2 separate regions of the Anser cygnoides genome follow, and region 2 is linked to region 1. A link is a contact called in public Hi-C data. All regions are on one chromosome and are shown on one strand. The core of a region is the stretch at or near the end of the contact, and the rest is flanking DNA. Distances in the headings are between cores, read along the strand shown.

What was found. Hi-C and Micro-C count contacts between places; a contact is called where the count stands out from the background.
Region 2: a contact with region 1 is called in a Hi-C map of liver, with 1.6 times the contacts expected there. The contact joins the promoter of SERHL2 here to the enhancer-like site in region 1. A contact is called at or near these places in 3 of 7 Hi-C or Micro-C datasets (granulosa cells and liver).

The regions. Positions count from the first base shown.
Region 1 is chr1:44,279,132-44,286,680 of Taihu_goose_T2T_genome, forward strand. All of the region lies in intron 2 of TCF20 (transcription factor 20), which reads right to left. Among named protein-coding and RNA genes, the nearest start is that of TCF20, 60 kb to the right of the region's middle. Within about 2 kb of position 2,005, at least 3 of the 3 cell types and tissues checked have open chromatin away from gene starts, as enhancers often do. A contact at or near this core is called in liver, where this site is marked.
Region 2 is chr1:44,398,718-44,405,539 of Taihu_goose_T2T_genome, forward strand. SERHL2 (serine hydrolase like 2) reads left to right here and starts at 5,114. Exons shown (of 12, transcript XM_048078849.2): 1 at 5,114-5,228; 2 at 6,359-6,593; 3 at 6,665-6,778. The coding sequence starts at 6,446.

The DNA of each region.
Region 1 (7,549 bases), core at 755-3,254:
GTCATCCTCCCCCTCAGAAAGCATAGTACCTTACTTGCTAACTTAACCAGGAGAAAGTTAAGAAAATACAAAAATATGCATTCCACATGCCAGCAATTTACAGAAGTGGACAAATACTATCCTCCTCTCCTTGTACTATTAACAAAGTTTATTAAGAGAAAGGTGACTGATAAATACTCTTTTTTCGTTTCTTTTTGGTAGTTATACTTTCTGCAGTATTTTAATGTAGATGACTATTTATGTGTGAACCGAACCTAATGCAGAGATGGATTTAAAAAAAATACAGCTTCATACAACTCAAGGTAAAGGAAACAAATCCACATTTTGTAGGGCGGCACACTGAAGGCAAAAAGCTTTCAGCCAAGTGAAAACTTAAAATGCTTAATATTGTTCTGTGTAACACATATGCTCCACCAAACGGACACCTCTTCCTGAACTGAATTTAACAAATATGCTGCATCTGTAACGCGAAGGTTGCTGCATGTCCATCATCAATCCGCTCTGGGCAAGCGGAAAGGTTGAGCAAAGCCGGGTTAAAGGTGCGCCAACTGCTACACGCGCAGCTATTGATCAGGAAGCACGCTGGAAAGCAAGGACTGCTCGGAATTATCCGTGGAATCAACAGATGGCAACAGCCACTGCAGACACGAATAGCTTTCAAAACACTAACCTAAACATAGAAAGCTCAGAAACTGATCCTCAGTCCCCTCGCAGGCATCTCGCTTTTTTCTTTTCCCCTCCTGTTTTCAGAGACGGAGAAGAGAAGCAGAATGGTGTGGGAAACGATGCCAGGATTCAAGCAGGCTGCCTGCCCTCCTAACGGAGGTGTAACGCTACGGGTAAGAGCCACAGCACAGAGCCACGGCAGTCCACCCACCGAGACGAGGGATTCTGGCGGTGCCAACCCCCCCCGCGCAGGCAGACGCTTGTTGATTCGCACACAACCGCAGCCCCATTTCCAACTTCACAACGCAGCCCCGGTGCCACCGGCCGGCTCCGGTACCGGCTTACATAACTTTCCCGTAGTCCTCCCTGGAGGTAAGGAAAACCAGCTCCCGGCAGCACCGCCAGCGGCCCGGCCGCGCTCCGCCAACGGAGGCCAGGTCAACCCTGCCGAGGGGCCGGGACCACCGGGCACCCCGGGCGGGCCCCGAGCCCCAGAGGCAGGCCCACGGCCGCCGGCTCCCTGCAGGAATAAAGGGGGAGGGGGGGGGTGAAGCGGTCCGGGGGCACCTCCCGGGGCCGGGGGCACCTCCCGGGGCCCGGCCCTTACCTGCGGCCCTCCCCGCCCCCCCACCCCGTGCCGCGGGAGGCGGGCGCGGGGCGGGGGCGCTCAGCGGCGGGGCCCGGCTGCGGGCCGGGGGGGGCCCGGCGGCGGCGGCGGCGGCGGGGGGCTGGCGGGCTGCATCCTGGCCGCGCGCGCACACGCCGCACGCGCACGCACGCGCACGCAGGAAATAACACGGGGTCACCTGACCCCCGCCCAGCCAATGGCGGCGGCCGCTCGGCGCCAGCGGGAACGGCGCGCGAGGCGGCGGGTCCCGGCCGGGCGGAGGGGAGGTGGGGGTGGGTGGCGAGCGGAGCGTGCGCGCGCGCGCCCGGCGGTGTGTATCTGTGCGTGCGCGCGCACGCGGTGGCGGGAGGGAGGGAGCGTCCCTCCCCCCCCCTCCCCCAAGGGACCTCCCCAACATGGAGGCCGGGCGCGGGCTGCGCGCTGAGCTGCTCCCGGCTCCCGCTTCGGAACCGCCTCAGCAGCCGAATAAACGCTCTTATAAACACCCTCAGCGCTCCCGAGGTTCCTACAGACCGTGGACTGGGGGGGGGGGGGGTGGTTAGGGGCGCCTGGTGGTGCTGCTGCGGCTGAGGAGCTGAAGTTTGGCCAACGTTCACCGCTCGTGGTGGCTTTCCCTCAGGGACGTGACAGAAATGAGGGGACGGGCGGGGAGCTCCGCCGAGCCGATGCGATGGGCTCAGGAGCTGCCCTGTTTGCCCAGCCTTGTTCGCCCAGGTCCTCGGCACACATCATCCTCCTGTAGCCAGCCTTATCTGAGGGAGGGCCGCGGCTCCCAGCTCACCCCAAAAAGCAACGACCTGCCGAGAAGGGCTGTCCTCAAAGCACCGGCGGCTCCCCCGCGGGTGTCCTGCTCCGTGAAAAATAAATGCGAAACACCACGCCGCGCACTTTGCGTTATCTGTCAAAATCAGTTCTGAGACCGGCTGAGATTCCGTTGGGATAAGGCTGCAACGATGGCAGCTGGCCGGGAAAACCACCGGGCGCGTCCGACAAGCGCTGCTTCCATTTCTCGTCGAGGGCAGGTAGACAACCACGTGGCCAAAGAGAGCGCCCAGGAAGGACTCGCCTGCTCCTCCGCTCCTCTTTGGGCTCAGCACAAGGCCAGGAATCCTCCTCTCGGAGCCAAGCCCGCTGCTGTGATCCGTGCCTTATCTCCCTCGGATTAGCTTACTGCGGCGTGCCCCGCGTGCGCTACCTGGGGATCGCGGCTGGGCACACGGGCGCTGCGTTACGAGGCACGCTGCTCCTCCCGCCGTGCGGCGTGCCCGTGCTCTCGCCAGCACTTGTTGCCCGCTTGCAAGCAGTGTTTCAGGCGTGGTGCCTCCCTCGTGGGAGGTGGAAGTCATTCACTGCCTCCTTCGTCTGGAGCAGAGGCTCCGCCAGCGCATTCGCCGCGACAAGCCGTTACTTTACTCCCGTCACAAACAGCCCTAATCTCGTCGACTCTCACCGCATGCTAAAAGCTTGGTGCAAGCAGCATTCCCTCTGGGGCTGGAGGACGGTGATAAAAGCCGTAATGGGGTGGGGGAACTCGATAAGGGTTTTATAATTTGATTTTCCATTATCTGTTTTCTGATTCTGAAGGGAAATGTCAATTGAGGTCAATCCTTTATGTAGATTTATAAGGCAGGAGTGCTTCGAGTGCTTTACCTTAAGTTAAACTTAAACGTACCTTAAAGTAAAACCCTTTAGTATATAGAAATACATGAAAACACAGCTTATTTATACATGCTTGGTGTATCGAGGTATTTCTTACCTCACGTACAAAATGAAGTTGCAGCATGAACAGAGAAAGTTATGCCCAAAAAAATGCTATAAAACTGTAAGAGAGCTAGCAATCACAAGTCAAAAATTTCTCAAAGGCGCAAAAGTAAGTGAATTTGCATCCTTAAATACCTGGATCTCTGTCTGCTTCACCACAGTGCTTCCATCTCTGCTACTAACGGGTGTCGTAAAGGAAGCACAAGAGGAGTCAGGTTTTAAAAAATCTAAAACCTCAACATCTTACAAGGATAAACTGAAGTTGTTTAAAAAGAAAAAAAAAACAGGCTATAAATGCAGGCAAATTCCACACTATCGTCAGCTGTTACACTACAGCAGGCATCACTGGTAACCTACAGGATCACCTGAAGTCTAGAATGAAAACAAAAGAACCAAAATATATTAATTAACTATCACGTGAGCACAGATGCCATCTACTTTGTTGCTTTTGAAGTGATGTATTGGGCCTTAAGATACAACCCCACTGAGCTTAATGGAGAATTTAATTCTCTCAGAACCTAATTTTTGGCTGTCTGCAGACTCCGGAAGAAAAACCACCGTCATTAGTATACCTTGTTCACATCACCAGTTTTTTTCCTTGCCACTGAATGCTTCGCTTTCTTTCCAGAAGAAAGAAATTCAACCTTCTGACTTACCCATTCAGTGACAACTACTCAACGATGATCAGTTACACAAAATATTGTTATAAATAAAACATCGTTAGGACTAACAGAGAAAGCAATCCCGTTATGCTCCTGTTGGGCTCTGACCCCGCAGATGGGTGACCAGGGCTGGTATCTAGCATCCACGCGAGCAGTTCTAGTTCAGCATAAAGCCATCAATAGTATCCACACGCGCTTAAAGCAACTTATAAGCAAATTGCTCTTCAGTTCTTAAAAGAGGAAAAAAAGAGAACAGGGATTTAAGGCCAAAATCGGTCACTTACCAAAATAAACCCTTAAAGGACCAATTTTAAAATCAACGGAACAAACTAAAGAGGTTTGCATGTAAATTTCCAGCAAATACATTCTGTAATCAGAAAGTAAGTCCTATAAATTGAGCAGATGCACCGCACCACCCTCATAAGACTGAAGTCCCTGCTTTGTGTGGAAGGAAATCAGCTCAGCCCTAATCGTCTGCAGCCGCTGCAGGACCACCACCACAAAACCCTCCCAAGCTCTGCCTGCGTCCCCGTAGACATCTTTTCCTCCCACCTAATCAAAGTGCTTGCACACGAACAAGCCAGAGATGGGAAGGAAAATAGCCTCGAGACTTGAAACCCTCCCTTACGAAGGATGGGAGGTTCTGGGTGAAATTAAGCCCCATAAATAGCCCTTGGGGTTAGAGTCACTGTTCCTACACGCCCTGCTGCCTTCTCACATATGGAAACAGCAAGGACTCTCTCGGCGGATATGAGCTCTGCCAATGGCAAAAGCAAACGTTTTTTTCCTGTTATGCCTTAATGTAAGGCTTACCTTGCACATCCCTTTCCCCTCTCCCACAGATCCCTGAGAAAAATCTCCCTCTGACCCTGAGAGGACTGACAAATGGAGATGGAGAGTCTCCTTCTGTCTTTGAGGTCACCACTTCTGATCTAGCCATAATTCAGTGATTACTCAGTTGCTATGGCTCTGCAGGAGCATACATCAGCAGCTTGGGGGGGGGAAAGGAAGGAGTGCCCGGTTCCTGACCTCCACCACACCTCATCTCCACACCCCCCTGAGCTCCCTCTGCCTGAAAGGGGGGAGGACTGCAGCCCGGCTGCAAGGGATGCAGCCTGTGGGACTGAGAACAAGTCTGTGGGTAACAGGTGCTGGAAAGGCTCGGGGCGCCCCAGTGTTTCTTAGCCGAAAGAGGATGTCTGAACGCAGCTGGCGGGGTCCTCTGAGAGATTTCTGAGAGATTTCTTCTCCTTTATGAAAGGTTTCATTGCTGATGAAAAGCATTGAACCAGCAGCACCAGAAGGCTGAAGGCTCCAGAGTCAGGCACGCAGATTTCTTACAGGCGCGAAAACCGTCCCCTCAAAGCACTGCCCTCATCCTAATCCTTCCCCCGTTACACAACTCCGTGTCACGCACAGGCTCACCGCTGCACTTTTACAGCTTTCATCTCGAGGCACTTAGATGCTAGGGGAATGGGCATTAGAGACTAGCTTGAAGACAGATGATACAAAAGATGACAGCGAGATCAGGCACCTACAGGTCACGCAACCAGGGACTGAAACTGATACTCACGGTGGGACAGCTAAGTCTCTAAGCAAGTGTAAAGCAAGGGCAGCGAGCCTGTTTCTCTTCCTCCAAGAAAGACATCAGCATGGCTGCATTCATTAACATTTCCTACCTCTCTTCCCATCTAGCCCCAGGATTCCCCACACCTTCCTCCTATTTCTTTTACGCTTACTTCAGATAAAAAGTGTTACGTCTGACCCTGGGCAAGGGAGAAGCAGCATCAGACATCTCCCGAGGAACTGCAGCAAAGACAGGGAGGGCTCTCCTCTCATTAATTCACCGATACTGAACTTTCCCCCTAAGACAGCCACAGGACCTGAGCACTTGCTGGAAAGCATTTTGGAAGAACGTGGATTTGAGATCAATCAGCCTACCGACTGTCATGTCTTGGGTGCATCGCTTGCAAGTGGCTCTCCTCCAGGCACCAGAAGCACCTCCATAAGCCACAGTGCTAAGTCCTAGAGCCAAATTCCTGCAGCAGAACAACAACTGGATTGAAGGACTCTGGAGTTTCTCAAAGGAAGAAAAATGATAAAGCAGCTGAAGGCAGGCAGCGTGAATCATGGCAGGAAAAAAATTAAATCACCTATACGGTAGACAATTCTGCTCTATCTTTTAATCCCGCAACACTTCTGTCCTCTCATCTTCCCGTTACAAGGAGCTGATTCATGAAAATAGGATCTTTGTACCTTAAGACCTGCTCAGCTTCTTCTGCTTATTCCTTTTACCTCCTGCCAAAAAGCTGCTCCTGGCAGAATCAGAATTAGTTGCTGTGAAAGTGATTGTGATGTTGCAGACAAAAGAATCTGAGTCCAGTAAAAAGGCTAGGAACAACAGAAGCTGAACTTTTGAGGAAAAAAGGAGCACATTTCCATGCTGATGTCCAAAGCAATAAAGGTGGAAATGAAAATAGAAAGCCACACAAATATGATTCTCTGGCAAGACTGTCTCCAACAAGGCAGAAAAGGCCATCAATAAATCTTCATTATCTGAATTGCTAAACATATCTAAATAAAAGGAGAAATTCAAATATTAGAAGAACTCATCTTTTACAATGGTCTTGCAGAAAACCGACTCTGCCTTGCCAGAACATGTTTTACAGAAAAGGATTTTTTTTGTTCCCTTTAATTCCGCTGGCCTTTTACAGAGGTTTCATTTGTTGGTTTTCTTTCTGCCTACAGGGAAGTGGGAATTTCCAGGCTTGACAAGCTTAAATCCCCATGACATACAGTCCCAAATTTTAGAGGCAGCTAAGATTTTGATTCTTACTTCACTCCCTGTTGGTTTCCTCCCTGATGCACGCAATGGCTGTTTTGAATCTCAGCTGTTCCAACCGGGGAAAAAAAAAAAAAAAAGGTCCCGAAGGAGCAGCGTTAGTTCTTCCAGGCACCTTGCTGCTATCGTACTACAGACACCAGGCGCGTTACTCAGCGCACGAGAAGGGCTTGCAGCAGAAAGAGGCAAAAGCAGAGCACATCAGACTAGACCAGAACCAAGGTCTTCTACGCCCATCTGCTAAGAAGGCTGTATTTATTTTCCATAGCGGTAGTCTTAGGCTCCACTTAAGATATACATTACGTGAAATCTCATTATCTTCTTGGCGCAGAAACCGAATTATACGGTTTTTTTTCTGTCACATGCAGTGATGTTTTCTGGTCCCGATTCATCGGAGACATTGGTTTATTAAAAATATTTTAGAGGTTTCACCACTGTTTACTTATATATCTCATATTGCTAACAAAACATGGGGAAAAAAAAACACTTCAAACAACCGCTTTAATTACTTTGTATCTTGAGACTCATAAAAGTACATACAATGCTCAAAAGCCCTAATTCTGAATTTCAGAAGACATTAATTTCTTATTTTAGTGCTCTGTATTACATTAGCAACATGTTCAAATCCTAAGAAGGGTAGGGCACATGCGAACGTGCAGAACTTATGACTTCAAACACAGCATCTTCAAATATTTAGGGGCACTGCCTACACTTCTGGGGTATGGGAAAGAAGCATATATTCATCCATGTACCCCAAGCGATGACAATGTTTTAAAACCTATCAGGTAACAGAGGAAACTGACCCAGGTTCAGAAAATTAGCATTTAATTTTGTAAAGTCTGTAGAGATCTATCTTTAGAGGGTCCAAGCGATGCGAACGCCCAGTAGAATCTCATGGAGTTCCTATTTCAGGATGCTAGGGACCCTTCCAGTTGCCTGCTGAAGGTCAGGTTTAGGTTTATACCAACAAAACCTCTGCTTATGTATCGG
Region 2 (6,822 bases), core at 3,864-6,363, 120 kb after region 1:
GTAGGCCTGTAATTACAAGTGTCAGATTACTTCATTTTTTTGCTATTATTTCTTCCCAGCTTATGGGGAATCTGCCAGATCTTCAAAGTGAAAGAGGGTTAAGCCTAGACAAGAGCTGGATAGAAACTCCTCCTCTTCCCCCTCAATTAAATACATCAAAATAGGTGCTTAATCTATCAGCAAGTACAGGTTTTGTAGAGACCTGGAGAGCAGCTCTCCTCACTAGTTAACCAAAACAGGCCCAAGGGATGGGAACCAGCAGAGACTCCTGCATCTGAATCCTAAATATAAAGGACTTTCTGATTAAGGAGGAAGTGGAAAGCTGAGACAGGAAAGAGTTTATTTGTATGATGGGTGCTCATATATAATTTATATGCAATAAATGTTTCTAGCTATTTCATTAGTTGCAAATAAAGTAATACAAATGTGCACCACTTGCAGCTGATGCATGGTGTGTGCCTGAGGCTGCTGCCAGCTGAATAGCGGTGATTCACGTGGGGATGATTTAACACTCCAGCATCGTCGCTATCCAAATTCTGCTGCAGGTTAATCCCTGGAGCAGATGCTCACCACTTTTTCAACCACTCGTAGCTTGGCTTATTAACTTAAGCTGCCAAAGATTTCCATTTAAACTATCATGTTGGCTCCAGCCTGTGGTGGGTAAAGAGCCAGCATATATTTGTCTCTCTTACCTTCTGCAGGGCTGGAGAGCTCTGGGACAAGGAATGCAACGGGCTTGTGTGTGCCTCGAGCCAGGCGAGAGAAAACAACCTAAACCATCACAGCCTTTTCTGAGCTTAATATGTTAGCAGCTATTTCACAGTCATAGAATGGCTTGGGTTGGAAGGGACCTTAAAGATCATCTAATTCCAATGCCCCTGCCATGGGCAGGGACACCTCCCACCTGACCAGGTTGGCCAAAGCCCCATACAGCCTGGCCTTGAACACCTCCAGGGATGGGGATGTTCCTCTGCCAAGGAGGATACCAAAGAGTGTGCATGACAAAGGGCAGATGGCCCATTAGGGATCCATGTTCTGAGGAGCAGGGGCTTCCCTGTTGACATAGAGTGCCTCTGTGCTTTCCCCAGCCCCACTGTGGGCTGCCCAACCAGTGTGGGGCTTTATATACTGGTTGTGCTATCCACTGGAAAAAAAAAATGAGTTAAGCTAGCAATAGCATGCTTTTTTACTCATATAACTGTGTGAGAGAGTTTGGGGTACAGGGCTATAACTAATAAATGACCATAAATAGATCAATATGCCAGCACTTTAAGGCTTGAATCCGAATAGCTATGGGGAATTTGTCCCTTGGTAGCAATCAATCTGCTGTACTTAAAGTTTCCTCAGCAGATCTGCAGCTAGCACAAACTGATCAATGCTGTTCCAAGTCAGCAGAGCGTAACAGCTTTGCATGTCCCATGATTTATACTTGCAAGTCTCCTCCTCCTCTGCAAGGACGCAGAGGTTAAATTATCCTTTGCTAAGTGCATGGGACATCTCAAACTAACTCCCAGTCTTTTATGTAAAACCAGCCTCTTACCACTAGCCCAGCAAACACCTCAGCACCTTGCCAAGTGAAGTCTAATTTGCTCCCACACCGGCAGCAAATCCACTGCAGTAGCCTGCAGCACTTCTTAGAAGTAGATGTTGCAGAATGAATTCTGTGAGCCACCCAGATTTTGCCATGCATCCTCAATAGTCCTCTCCTCGTGGGAAATGGTTTGCCAGGTGGTGTCAGAGGGAAGATATGCAGTCTTGCAGGATACTGGGCTGCTCTTTCAAAATGGCTAAACAGCATTGCTAGAGTGGAGAAGAGTGGATATGAGGGACCTGGAAAAGATCTCAACAATCTGCCTTTGACTTATAGGGTGACAGCAACGCTGCTGAGGAAGGGTCCAAGGCTGCATCCCAGTGCATTGTAAAACCTTCTTCACTTGGAGCTCCAGCTCTGAAAGAAGGTCCTCCCTGGAACAGCTGTCTTTGTTTGGGGAAAGTGTTCTCTCTGTGCTACTCCCATGGGCAAATCTGTTTCTGAATCACAGATCTGACTGGTGTGCCAGGTGTTTTGTGCCTACCTACAGTGGAGACGGGAACGGTGGGGAAGGAATGAGAGGTGAAAACAACTCACTCAGGCAAGTGGAAACACAGCTAGAATGGCTGGGAAGGGGGAAGCAAGAGTAGCCATTTGGGAATTTGAGGTGGGACCATCCTACCAGAAACATGTTGCTCGTCCCTGGGAATACCCCTCTGTCCCACATCATCTATTGCTGGTGATTTCTGTAAGGAATTTTCCCTTTCCCCTGAGGTTCCTGTTGATGGAGCCTCCTACCAAAAAGTGATTTGAGATGCAAGACATGGGAGTCAGAATTCAGTGGAGGAGTCATACTTCCCACCCAACACCCAGAGGTCATCTCTGTGACTCAAAGCAAAAAAGCCCAGATTCTTCTGGCTGCTTGATGCAGGATGACTTCTGGCTGCAGAATGATGGGGGAGAGGGTCCAAGACCTGTGAGTGGTGATGCACATACCTGCAGGGCAAGCAATTAGAGCAGGATCCCCCAAGCATGGCTTGTGCCTGAAAACTTGTGTTAAACGGAGGTCAGGGCTGTCTGATAAGCAAATTTGATAACTACTACCTACCTACAATCTCTGTCAAGAGCTCTAGGCTGTTAACGAGCTCCCTGGAACCAGCTCTCAGCATGTAGCTCTCAAAGGATGTCACCTACAGGCACAAAAGTTCTCAGAGGTGAAGTTCCCCATGCCCTGGGGACATGTGGCAGCTGAGACCTGGGGACTTCAGAGGGGTACGCTGTGCTGTGCTTGTATGGCTGGCTGGCCAACACCAACACCTTTGATGGGCTTGTTCCAGTGTCCCCCCGAGATGACTCTGGCACACAAGTATGGTCTGTGTGTTGTGCTTCAGGTCTGCATGCCTGATGCTCTCTACTTTTCAGATTGCAGTTGTGCAGCAATAGATTTTCCTGGCCCATGGCCTGTTGTCCCACCAACTGCAGGGATTTGTGTGAGGGGTCCACATCACTCCTGATCCTGACACAGGGTCCCATTCCTGAGGAGCTGTCACAGACAGAAGAACTGCAAGCCTACCAGCCACTGCCTGTGAGCAGCCCCTTGCAGCCACTGCCTGAGTTACACTGCTTTTGGGTGGCTTCTTATGTTCAAATCCTAGCAAATCAAGGGAAGGCCCTGCCCTCCATAACGGCAGTAGCAATGATTGAGTACGTATCTGTTCTGCCAAGTTATTTCTTGCTTTTCACCTTTTGTAATCAGACACCCACCTCTGACACATGTAGGAAAGAAGCTGTAGATGGTACTGTGGCCTCTCTCCCTTTGCGTGGTTCCCCAGCACTCGTGGTCTGCTTGCCGGCTTCTCATGGATGCAGAAGGCCTAAGAAAAAGCAAAGCATTAGACTTTCCAAACCTAAAGGAATTCACATTGATTTCCCTTCTAATGGTTCACCTGGAGGGGAGGTTGTGAGCTGCACAGCACTTTCATTTCTTCTGTGTGATGGGTCCCCAAGCTTTTTACCTTTCTGCCGTGGTACAGAGCCTACTTTGCCAGGATGTGTTTGAGATAGGCAGGAGAAACAGGGCTGTAAGCTTCCATGTTGGTTTCTTTCAAGCTTCACAGGCTGTTCTAAAAATGTATTGTGCAATTTAGGAGACTGATGTGCTGAACTGAGCACAGAGATTTCAATTACCAATATCAAAATGAGTCCCTAAGAACAGACATCCGTTCTGTTCTCTCCAGTCGTACCAGCAAGGTGTCCCACTGCTCAAAGCGCAGTCTGACTTTTCCTCTTCTGGCTGCTCGAGTCCTTGACTGAAGGTGAATGGTTGTGGTCTGTGTTAGGCCTGATAGACTCTGCTAGAGGGAATGCTGGGCACCAGCAAGCAGCATTCACAAGGGTACTCAGGTATAGACTTCATTGTGAACTTTTTCTTGAAGCCTGGTCTATGTAGCCAACCCATTTCTGGACAAATAATAAATATAACTGTGTGGAAATCTCTCGGGCTGGGAGGGGTCTGCTTTTGTAGAAGAGTAGAGCTGCTCATGCAGTGCTGTCTGTGATGTGCTGCAGCTTAGCCCTGCAGTAGTCAGCTCATGAAGATGGGTCACAGTATCAGTAAGCGACTCTTGTCCCTGAAGCAATGTGATTACAACAAATGTTAGAGTTCAGAAGAGTTTCTCCGTCAGAAAGTGATGTCAGTCCAGCATTGGTGTCAAGCACAGAGCTTGTTTGATGTCCCTATGATACTCCTGGGCAACATTTAAAACATCTCACACTGTAGGGCTGCAGTACAGGCAGATTCCACTAGCAGTAACGTGCCTTGTGAAGGCAGTCAAGGATGCAAGAGTACCTCCATGACTGAGACTCCTTACAGATCCAGTAGGCGGATCACAGCTTCAGACCCTTTGTTATTCTCATTACAGAAAACAGGCTACGAACTTGATAGCACATACCTCAGTGAACACATTTAAAGAGAGATCTTACATAGTAAGTGGGGTTCCCCTTCTGAGCTTTGACAGCCTAGGGAAGCCAAACCTGCACCTCATTTCTCAACTCCCAGCACCTCCTCTCATTTCCCCTGCACAATGTGGGCCAAGGTAACCACAGCCCTGCACATCTCACCCTCCAAGGACATGGCAAAAAGGCAGAGGAGGACAAACAGCACCCACGCCACACCACACAGACAGATGACGGCTTGTGGGGCTCCACGCAAAACACCGGCTGCTTCCCCACCAGCTCCTCTCTGCCGTGGGCACTGAAGGCCAGAGCTTGCAGGAGCTGGGTCAGGCTCCAGGGCAAGATAGAGGAGATGGAGGCTGCAATGGCTTTACTTGCTTGTGTAGGTGAGAGATTGGAGGGCTGCGGAACTGGGCAGGCTGGGTTGCTGCTATTGGGAGAGCCCGGCCATGAGGAAAGCCCATGGGCGTGGTGTTGGGAAGGGTCACCCTTCTGCCAGGACGTGTCCTTGCTCACGGCCAGAGGCCCCCTTCTAGCTGCCACCCCCTCTGCCCATGGCTGCGGGACAGCAACGAGGCGGGCCCAACATGGCTGCGGCCGCCCCGGGCCGGCGGCGGGGCAGGGGAAGGAGGCGGGGGCAGCCGGGCCGCGGGGCGGTGCGGGGCAGCCGGGGTCCGCCTCCAGCCGCCGGGCTGCGTCCTCCTGCCGCGGCCTCGCTCCGCCGTCCCGAGCAGACAGAGGGGTAGGAGGGCAGCCGGGGCCGTGCCTCCCCCCGCGGCGCTCCGGGGGGGCCGGTGCCCGGGGAGCCCTTGGCTGGGGCCGGGACCGGGAGCCCCCGGCCCCGCTGGGGTCCGGCCGTGCCCGGGCTGCGGGTGTCGGGGGGGAGCCCCGCAGCGCCCGGGGGTGGCGGGTAGGAGGAGGCAGGTCCAAGGTCTGTCCGCCTGTCTGTCGGTCTGTCCGTCCGTAGCTGCCGGGATCAGGCCCGGCGAGGGCAAACGGGGTCGGACCCGGCCGTCAGCGGGCGGGCCGAGGGCGCTGGGCTGAGGACGGCGCTGCTGCAGCTGAAGCGGGCGCCTGGGCGGTGGGGGGGGAGGCTCCAGGAGCATCTGGTCAGGTCCGTGATGGCCTCCAGGTGCCCTCAGGGCCCTGAGAGCGGTGCCCTTTTCCAGTTTGCTCCCTCTGTCCTCCTCCATCAGGAGGGACTTGCTGTAGGGTGATCGCAGCGCGGTGTCAGAGGGCTGTGTAAGGGGGCACAAACCCAAAACGAGTGACTGGGAAAGGGACACAGCGTGAGAGAAATGGGGCTGGGTTTGGGGGGCGTCAGGCCGCCCATGAGGGGCTCCAGGGACCAGATGGGCTTGGGAGTAATGCGAGGATATTCAGGACACCCCTGGAAGAACCCCGGAGGCTGGGCAGTACTGGGGGGATCACTGGAAAGCCTGGGGCTGAGTAAAAGGTGAGGTGTAGCTCGGTGACTGCCAGGGCAGTAGGTAGCTGTGAGAAGGTGGCAATAATCTAATACTGAAGACAGTATCCTCATTCCCAAAATTGCCTTCTTGGTCCAAGACAGGTGCCTGACTCCTTGCAGCTAGCTGGGGAAATTCTGCTTGCTTCCCTCTTGCCAGATCGCTTGTGCCTTCTGGTCAGGTCGCAGCTGCTGCGGAGACGCAAGAGGAGTTTTTCTCCTCCTGCGCAGGGAAAGCTTGTTTCTTCCTAGGAGCATTGCTGGTACGTGCTGGGAGGGGGCGTCCCCAAGCAGGCAAGCAGGAATGGCAGCTTGGGTTGTTAAATGGGGAGCTATAAATCAGCAAGCTGCTAATTAAGACCGCAGAAGACTGGCGAGTTACTAAAGACCTGTATTACTCTTTTCAGAGCTCTGGGCCATTAACAAGCTCCCTGGGACCTGTTTCAAGCACGTGGCTCACAGGGGACATTGCTTGAGAGCACTTTATTTTGGGCATGTTCTCAGAGGTGAAGTTTCCCGTGCCCTGGGGCCATTTGGCAGCCAAGGCCTGGGGACCCCCGGAGGGACACCCTGTGCTGTGCTTGCATGGCTGGCTGGACAATGCCAACACCTTTGACAGGCTCATCCCTCTGCTCCCCAAAGGTGGGTCTGGCTCACTGGGATGGCTCTTGCTGTGTTGCAGGGCCACCTGCCTGATGCTTTCTCCCTTTCAGATCACCATTACGTGGCAATGGATTTTTCTGGCCATGGTTTGTCATCCCACCGACCGGCAGGCTCCCCCTACCATTTTCTGGATTATGTGAGCGATGTGCGCCGGGTAGCAGCAGGTGGGTAGTTGAAGGAACCCTTGAGGGATGTTTGTGCAGGGGGT